Regions from separate parts of the Sus scrofa genome. Here region 2 is linked to region 1. Evidence: chromatin contacts called from public Hi-C data. All regions are on one chromosome and are shown on one strand. Each heading gives the region's core, a stretch centred on a gene start, on an enhancer-like site or on the middle of the called end of the contact. The rest is flanking DNA. Distances are from core to core; before and after follow the strand shown. Region 1 holds the start of TRIM24 (transcription intermediary factor 1-alpha). Region 2 holds the start of CREB3L2 (cyclic AMP-responsive element-binding protein 3-like protein 2).

Region 1 (3,037 bases), core at 4-2,503:
AAATAGACGGCATCCGATGTGTAATCAATCATCAAAGAAAGTCACTATCACTTCATCTTCATCCCTTCCTTTCCCCCCTCCGGCTCAAATAACGTGGGTATATACGAGATGATTAGGATCATATGGACCTGGACAAAGCTTTGGGGAGGCCAAGGGTAGCAGTTAACTAGATGCAGTCGGCAAGGGACCCGACAAACAGTCTGCAGCAGACTCCGACAGGGGTTTTCAAAAGTGCGGGTCGCACCAGCCAGGCACCCCGGGAGGAGAAAGCTGGGGAGCAGGAGCAGCAGAAGCAGCAGCAGCGCTGGAGTCCGCGGCGCCGGTGGAAGTTGCTCACGGGGCGCGCGGCACGCCGCAGAGCGCGCGGGCCCTCCATGTCACCGCCGCCAGCACAGACCCTCTCCGCCCCTCCCCCGCCGCGCACCCCGAGCGGCGGCGACATGACAGCGGGTCGCCGCGACGCACCGGGGCGCCGGCCTCCCGGGGTCCCTCCCCGCGTTCCCCAGCCCCCCGCCTCCGCGGCCGGCTCTCACCTTGGGTAGCGAACGGCGAGGAGCCGCTGACCGGCGAGCCGGGGGCGGGGACCGGCGGCGGGGTCTCGCCGGAGCCCAGCATGGGCGCGGGCAGCATGAGGTAGCGCTGGGGCGCGGGCAGACAGCGCTGGCAGAACGAGTGCAGGCAGGGCAGCAGCTTGGGCGCCCGGCTCTGGATGTTCTGGTGGCACACGGCGCAAGTGTCCAACAGGTTGAGCCGGGCCGCCTCGCTTCCGCGCTCCGAGTCGGGGCCCTGCCGACTCTCGGCCTCGTTCTCCCCGCTCGGCGCAGCCGAGGGCCCCCCGGCGGCCGCCACCGAAGCCGCTGCGGCCGCCGTCGCCGCCTTCTCCACAGCCACCTCCATTGTCCTGCCCCCGCCGCCGCCGCCGCCGCCGCCGCCGGGAAAGGAGGAGCGCGGTCTCTGCCCACCGCCCCCGACGACCTCCTCCTCCACCGCCTCCTCCTCCTCCTCCTCCCAGGCCGCTAGGGTGACCCGCAGGAGAGGGAGGGAGGGAGGGAGGCCCGGGCCAAGGAAGCCTTCTCAGGCCCCAGGGATCCGCCTCCCGGGTGGCGCGGCCGGAAGAAGGGGATCTGTCAGCGGGGACTGCTCCTCGCACCGGGGAGGCTGCGCCCCATCCGCTTCGCCAACCGCCGCGGCGCTCGTCGAATCCGCCCAGCCCGCCCTCGCCTCCCCGCCTTTCTTTCGGGCCCCCTGGCCCACCTCAGGCCCCGCCCCCTCCCTCCCTCTCCCAGCAACCGAGACGTCGGCGAGCAGCGCGCCACCCAATAGCCGCCGCGCCTGGCCGGGGGGCGGGGCCTTCCCAAGCCCGCGAGGCTCCGACAGCCGCGGCGGGAGGCTAGGAGGTGGGAGGGCTCTTGCCCAGCCCCTCCCCCCAACTCCTGGAACCACGGCCTCTGATTGGGCCTTTGTGTGTGTTTAGCTCCTCTGAAAAGATTAAGGGCTCATTTGTTAACGATCAACCACCTAATTCGGTCCGCCTGTGTTAGCCCCACCTATGGGGCGGAGCTTCACTTTGTCTACCGACGCTTTTAATTAAGTAACTGCTTCGAAAACTCCCGTTCTGCTACTGAAGATGGGCTCCTGTAGGGGAAGTAAATATGTTGGGAGAGTCGAAGTGGAGATTGTGAAGAGCAAACAAGGAAAAAATTTTAAAAATGGAAAAATGTTGCGTAAAAAAGATATTGTGCAGGCAGCATATATTTTGCCACATGAATTGAGTATGATGAATTATGAGCATGAATTGTTAAGAGGGGAAGTTCTCTTGCAAGTCGGGAAATTTTAAAGGATTTCCCCAATGAAAAAGGTGAAATCAATTTTTAAAGTCAGTGATTTGCTTTTCAAGTGAATAAACATGGTTTATTCTCCAAAGAATTAATACATAAAGACTGTTCAAAAGTGGTTTTTTTTATTACAAGGAATAAAAATAAATGTTAATACTAATGTCCAAATAATTCTAAAATATTCTTTTCCAGCCACCCACCCGAAGCCCTCCCTCCCAACACACACACACACACACACACACACACACACACACATTTTAGAAGTCGCACACATTTTTCACTCTAAAGTGGCTAAGCTTTTAAGGATTTTGAAGTATAGAAACAGGGTGGGAGAAACAAAGCTTTTGAACACAATTATGGGAAAAAAATTATATGGAAGTGCCATTTTTTAGGAACACATGAAGTGATGCTGAATCTTTGAGAGTGGGATGGGGTCAGAAAAGGCTTTGTTAAAATTGAAATGATCCTGGAAGAAGCGATGACAATGGGGGAGAGCAAACTCTAGGCAACTCAGCTCTCCCTCATGACCTTACCTTTCCCAAAATATTCCTCTCCTAGCAGGCTCTTTCCCAGATTCTTAAATCCAATCTCCAGTGGCTTCCAGAGTGTCATTTTCATTCTTAATGACATTCAAGGGCTATTTATCTTGTATAGTTGTTTCTTAAACCTTAGTTTGCATAAAAATCGCCTGCCACATTTACTTAAAAGCTGGTTCTTGAGCCCCTCCCCAGATTCAGTTTTAGCAGGATCTCCTGATTGTGATGTGGATGGTCCAGGACCACCCTTAAAGAAACAAATTTCTTAACCCACTTATTGTCCCTCAACGATTTCATCCCTATACACCTCTCAAGCTGAAGCTCCCACTACTCTCATACTTTATGCTCTAGCAATTTTAACTCTTACCCACTTTGCACAAGCTTTTCCCTTTGTTTTGAAATGCCCTTCGCTCTGTACCCTGTTATGGTAGCTGTACTTTGAAAATCTTCATGTAATAGGAAAGCAAATTCTGTGTTATAAACTAGTGCTTTTAACGTGTTAATATTTCATTACAGAGGTGGTATACAGGATTCAAGTAGACTAAGAGACAAGTGCCTTTTAGTCCCTCAGATGATGGTGGTGAAGAAAAGAGAGGTAAATTGAGAGCCTTGTTTTGAAAGAATGCTGTGCAATCTGATACAGCCTACTAGTTTAGTTTCTCAAAT
Region 2 (2,821 bases), core at 54-2,553, 380 kb after region 1:
ACAAATGGGAGAATCGCTATGATAAACGGTCACTCAAAGATAACAAAGAATCTTAAGACAAAATTTGACTGACCCCACCCACTAAAAAAATACCTGCAAAGGGGCCAAAGTAACACCTTACCTCCATAGCTGGATGTGCCCTTGTAAGAAACTTCTAGAGACAACTGGCAATGCCTTCCTTACATTTAAAGTGAACAAATTATACATGTAAACACTCTGTTTCCTTCAAAGGAGGAGTCTGAAAGGAGGGAGAAAAATCACAATTTGTTGGGGGGGGTGGGTGGTATTTTAGACGCGGCTCTTTGCTAATCTCGGCCTGGTGGTCTGGCCCCTGCCTGTGTCTCGGGCCCCCTCTCCCCTCATTTACTGGCAGCAGCTCAGGCAACAGCCACAACACCAACAAAAACCCAGCTCCTATCCACACCTCCTTTCGCTCAGGTCTGCTCGCAGATGTCACCTTCCCGACTGTTACTAAAATAGCATCCATCTGCCCCATCCTTTTACCTTGCTTTTATTTTTCTTTACAGCATTACCACTTTCTTACATTCTATCACTCATTCCTTTACCTGTTTACTGTCTGACTCCTCCCTTGAGGTAAAAGCTCTATGACCTGGAAAAGAAAGCTTTACTCTTTCCAATAATGTCTCTTCAGTAAATAAAAGGAAAAAAAATAAAATAAGGAGACCCCATTAAAACGAAACAAAACAAAAAAACACCTCAGGAGAAGAGCACAACAGAAAGCGGGAGAAAAATAGGAAGCACCAGCAATTACGATTTGCCAGAACTGTGCCAATACAAATTCATGCACAACAGAGAATATTTAATTTGTGTATAATGTAACTTATTTTTCAGAAATCCTGAAAGACTCCAATGGGCTAATCTATTTGAAAATACTTAAGACAGTACGTAACACAGCCCTGAAACCAGCTCTGGCCTCCTCCAGACGCGCGCGCTGATTTCTGTGGATTCTTAAAGAGGCTTCAGAGTGCACCCTCCCTAGTATAAAATGTATTCTTGTCGCTATTTGATTGGCTGGCCCTCCCAGGCGCCCTTTCCTCATTGGTTGCGCCCCCAGTCCATCACTTTAGGTTTCCAGCACTCCATTTGTCTGCTGCCGCAGATTGCGGCTGTCGGCCACGCTAAGACAGGAGTAGTTCCCCGGTGACGTCAAGGCTCTCCCCTCCCACATTCCACAGCCTAGGCGGAGACTTCCCACTGCCCCCGCCTTTGGGCGGAGAGCGAGACTTCTGATTGGGTAGGATGGGTGAGATGAGTATTCGATTGGTCCACGCTCTGGAGGGAGGTGGAGTCGTAGCTGCGTCCGGGAGCAGAGCTGAGGAGCCCTGGGGAGTCTCAAAGTTTGTGTCTGGAGCCCTAGCGGAGAGTGGGCTTGTTGAGAAAGGCTTTCTGGGAATGAGAGCTGATTTCCTGTCTTTCTTTTGGATGCACACCCTGCTTTCACCTCCTCAGCCTTCGGTCTGACCTCAGGACCGTCACTCTCCTCCGGGGAATCTCCGGACCGGAGCCCTTGGCAGTTCTTTCTGAGGCAGAGAAGCGAACGTTTTCCTTCCTAAGTGCATAAGCTACACGCACACGCACGCGCGCACACACACACACACACACACACACACACACACATACACTCGTGTGGAGGCGAATCTCGCTCTCCGAGACCCTGCCGGCTCCCCTCCTGCCCTCAGCATCCTCGGCCCAGCGCGCCTCGGACCACCATGGAGGTGCTGGAGAGCGGGGAGCAGAGCGTCCTGCAGTGGGACCGCAAGCTGAGCGAGCTGTCAGAGCCCGGGGAAACAGAGGCTCTCATGTACCATACGGTGAGGACTCGGCGGGGCGGGGAAGGGGCGGCTTGAGAGGGGGAAGTGTCACCAAAGGAACAGTTCGGGGCAGGGAACTGGGAAGGAAGTATTTGGGAAGAGCATGGCCCAGAAAGAAAAAAATCTGGGAAGAGGTGTGGTTTTTCTAACTGAACAGTGAAGGTGGGCAGCTAGCCCTTTAAAACTTTTGGTAATAGTAACAACGCTTTGTATTTTTTTAAGCAACTTACACTGGGTTCCCTATGGGTTTTTCACATCTGCAGTCTCATTTTCTATGCTTTCTGCACTGTAAAGCGAGAGAAGGGGTAGATGTTTTGATAATCCCCTTCTAGTGTGCTGCTCATTTTTGTGGGAAGGTTTTTAAAAAACTGGACAAAATAAAGTAGCATTTTCTTTCCTTTGTTGTCATATTCTATCTCCCTGTCTCTCTCGCTTTACTTTCTTATTTGTATTTTAAGAAGTATACCTGTGTGTGTGTGTGTGTGTGTGTGTGTGTGTTTTGAAAAGACTCCTTCCTATTAGGAGGGAGACTGCTTTATTTGGCTTCTTTAACTGTGCAGCCAAGAAATCGGCTTCCTCCTTCAGAGAAAAGATCAGCAAAGGGGTATGGAAAATCTGAGGCACTGCATATTTCAGAAAGGCTTTGGAGTAGGTGGGACAGCTCACCAGTTCAGTTCTTATGCCACAGAGACCCCACTGGTCACAGAGCATAAGTTTCTTTTGAAGTTTTCAATTCCGAGTTTTTGATATTACATTTGCAAAATGAAATTTTGTTTCCAACAGCCAGCACTGATAATACACTTTCTGTGAGACCTCTTTGTTTCTTTATTACAAATACAGAGTTTGTATTGAGAGGGAGAGAGAGAGACACTAATGAGAAAACGAGAGGCTTGGCTGTTTCCCCTTCATGATTCTTTTAATGGGGTCAGGGCCAGGATATTTGAAACTTTTGCAAAATGGCCTGCAGGCTCCACCTCTTTGGCCTTTGC

The links. A called contact is a pair of places that touch in the nucleus more often than the background predicts.
Region 2: a contact with region 1 is called in a Hi-C map of liver, with 10 times the contacts expected there. The contact joins the promoter of CREB3L2 here to the promoter of TRIM24 in region 1. A contact is called at or near these places in 1 of 5 promoter capture datasets (liver), 2 of 47 Hi-C or Micro-C datasets (liver and skeletal muscle) and 1 of 2 datasets of contacts at active chromatin or transcription factors (alveolar macrophages).

What each region holds. Positions count from the first base shown.
Region 1 is chr18:11,150,502-11,153,538 of Sscrofa11.1, forward strand. TRIM24 (transcription intermediary factor 1-alpha) reads right to left here and starts at 1,254. Exons shown (of 19, transcript XM_021079187.1): 1 at 534-1,254. The coding sequence starts at 897.
Region 2 is chr18:11,531,881-11,534,701 of Sscrofa11.1, forward strand. CREB3L2 (cyclic AMP-responsive element-binding protein 3-like protein 2) reads left to right here and starts at 1,304. Exons shown (of 12, transcript XM_003134635.4): 1 at 1,304-1,832. The coding sequence starts at 1,731. It overlaps AKR1D1 (3-oxo-5-beta-steroid 4-dehydrogenase), which reads right to left and starts at 966. Exons shown (of 9, transcript XM_021078691.1): 1 at 1-966.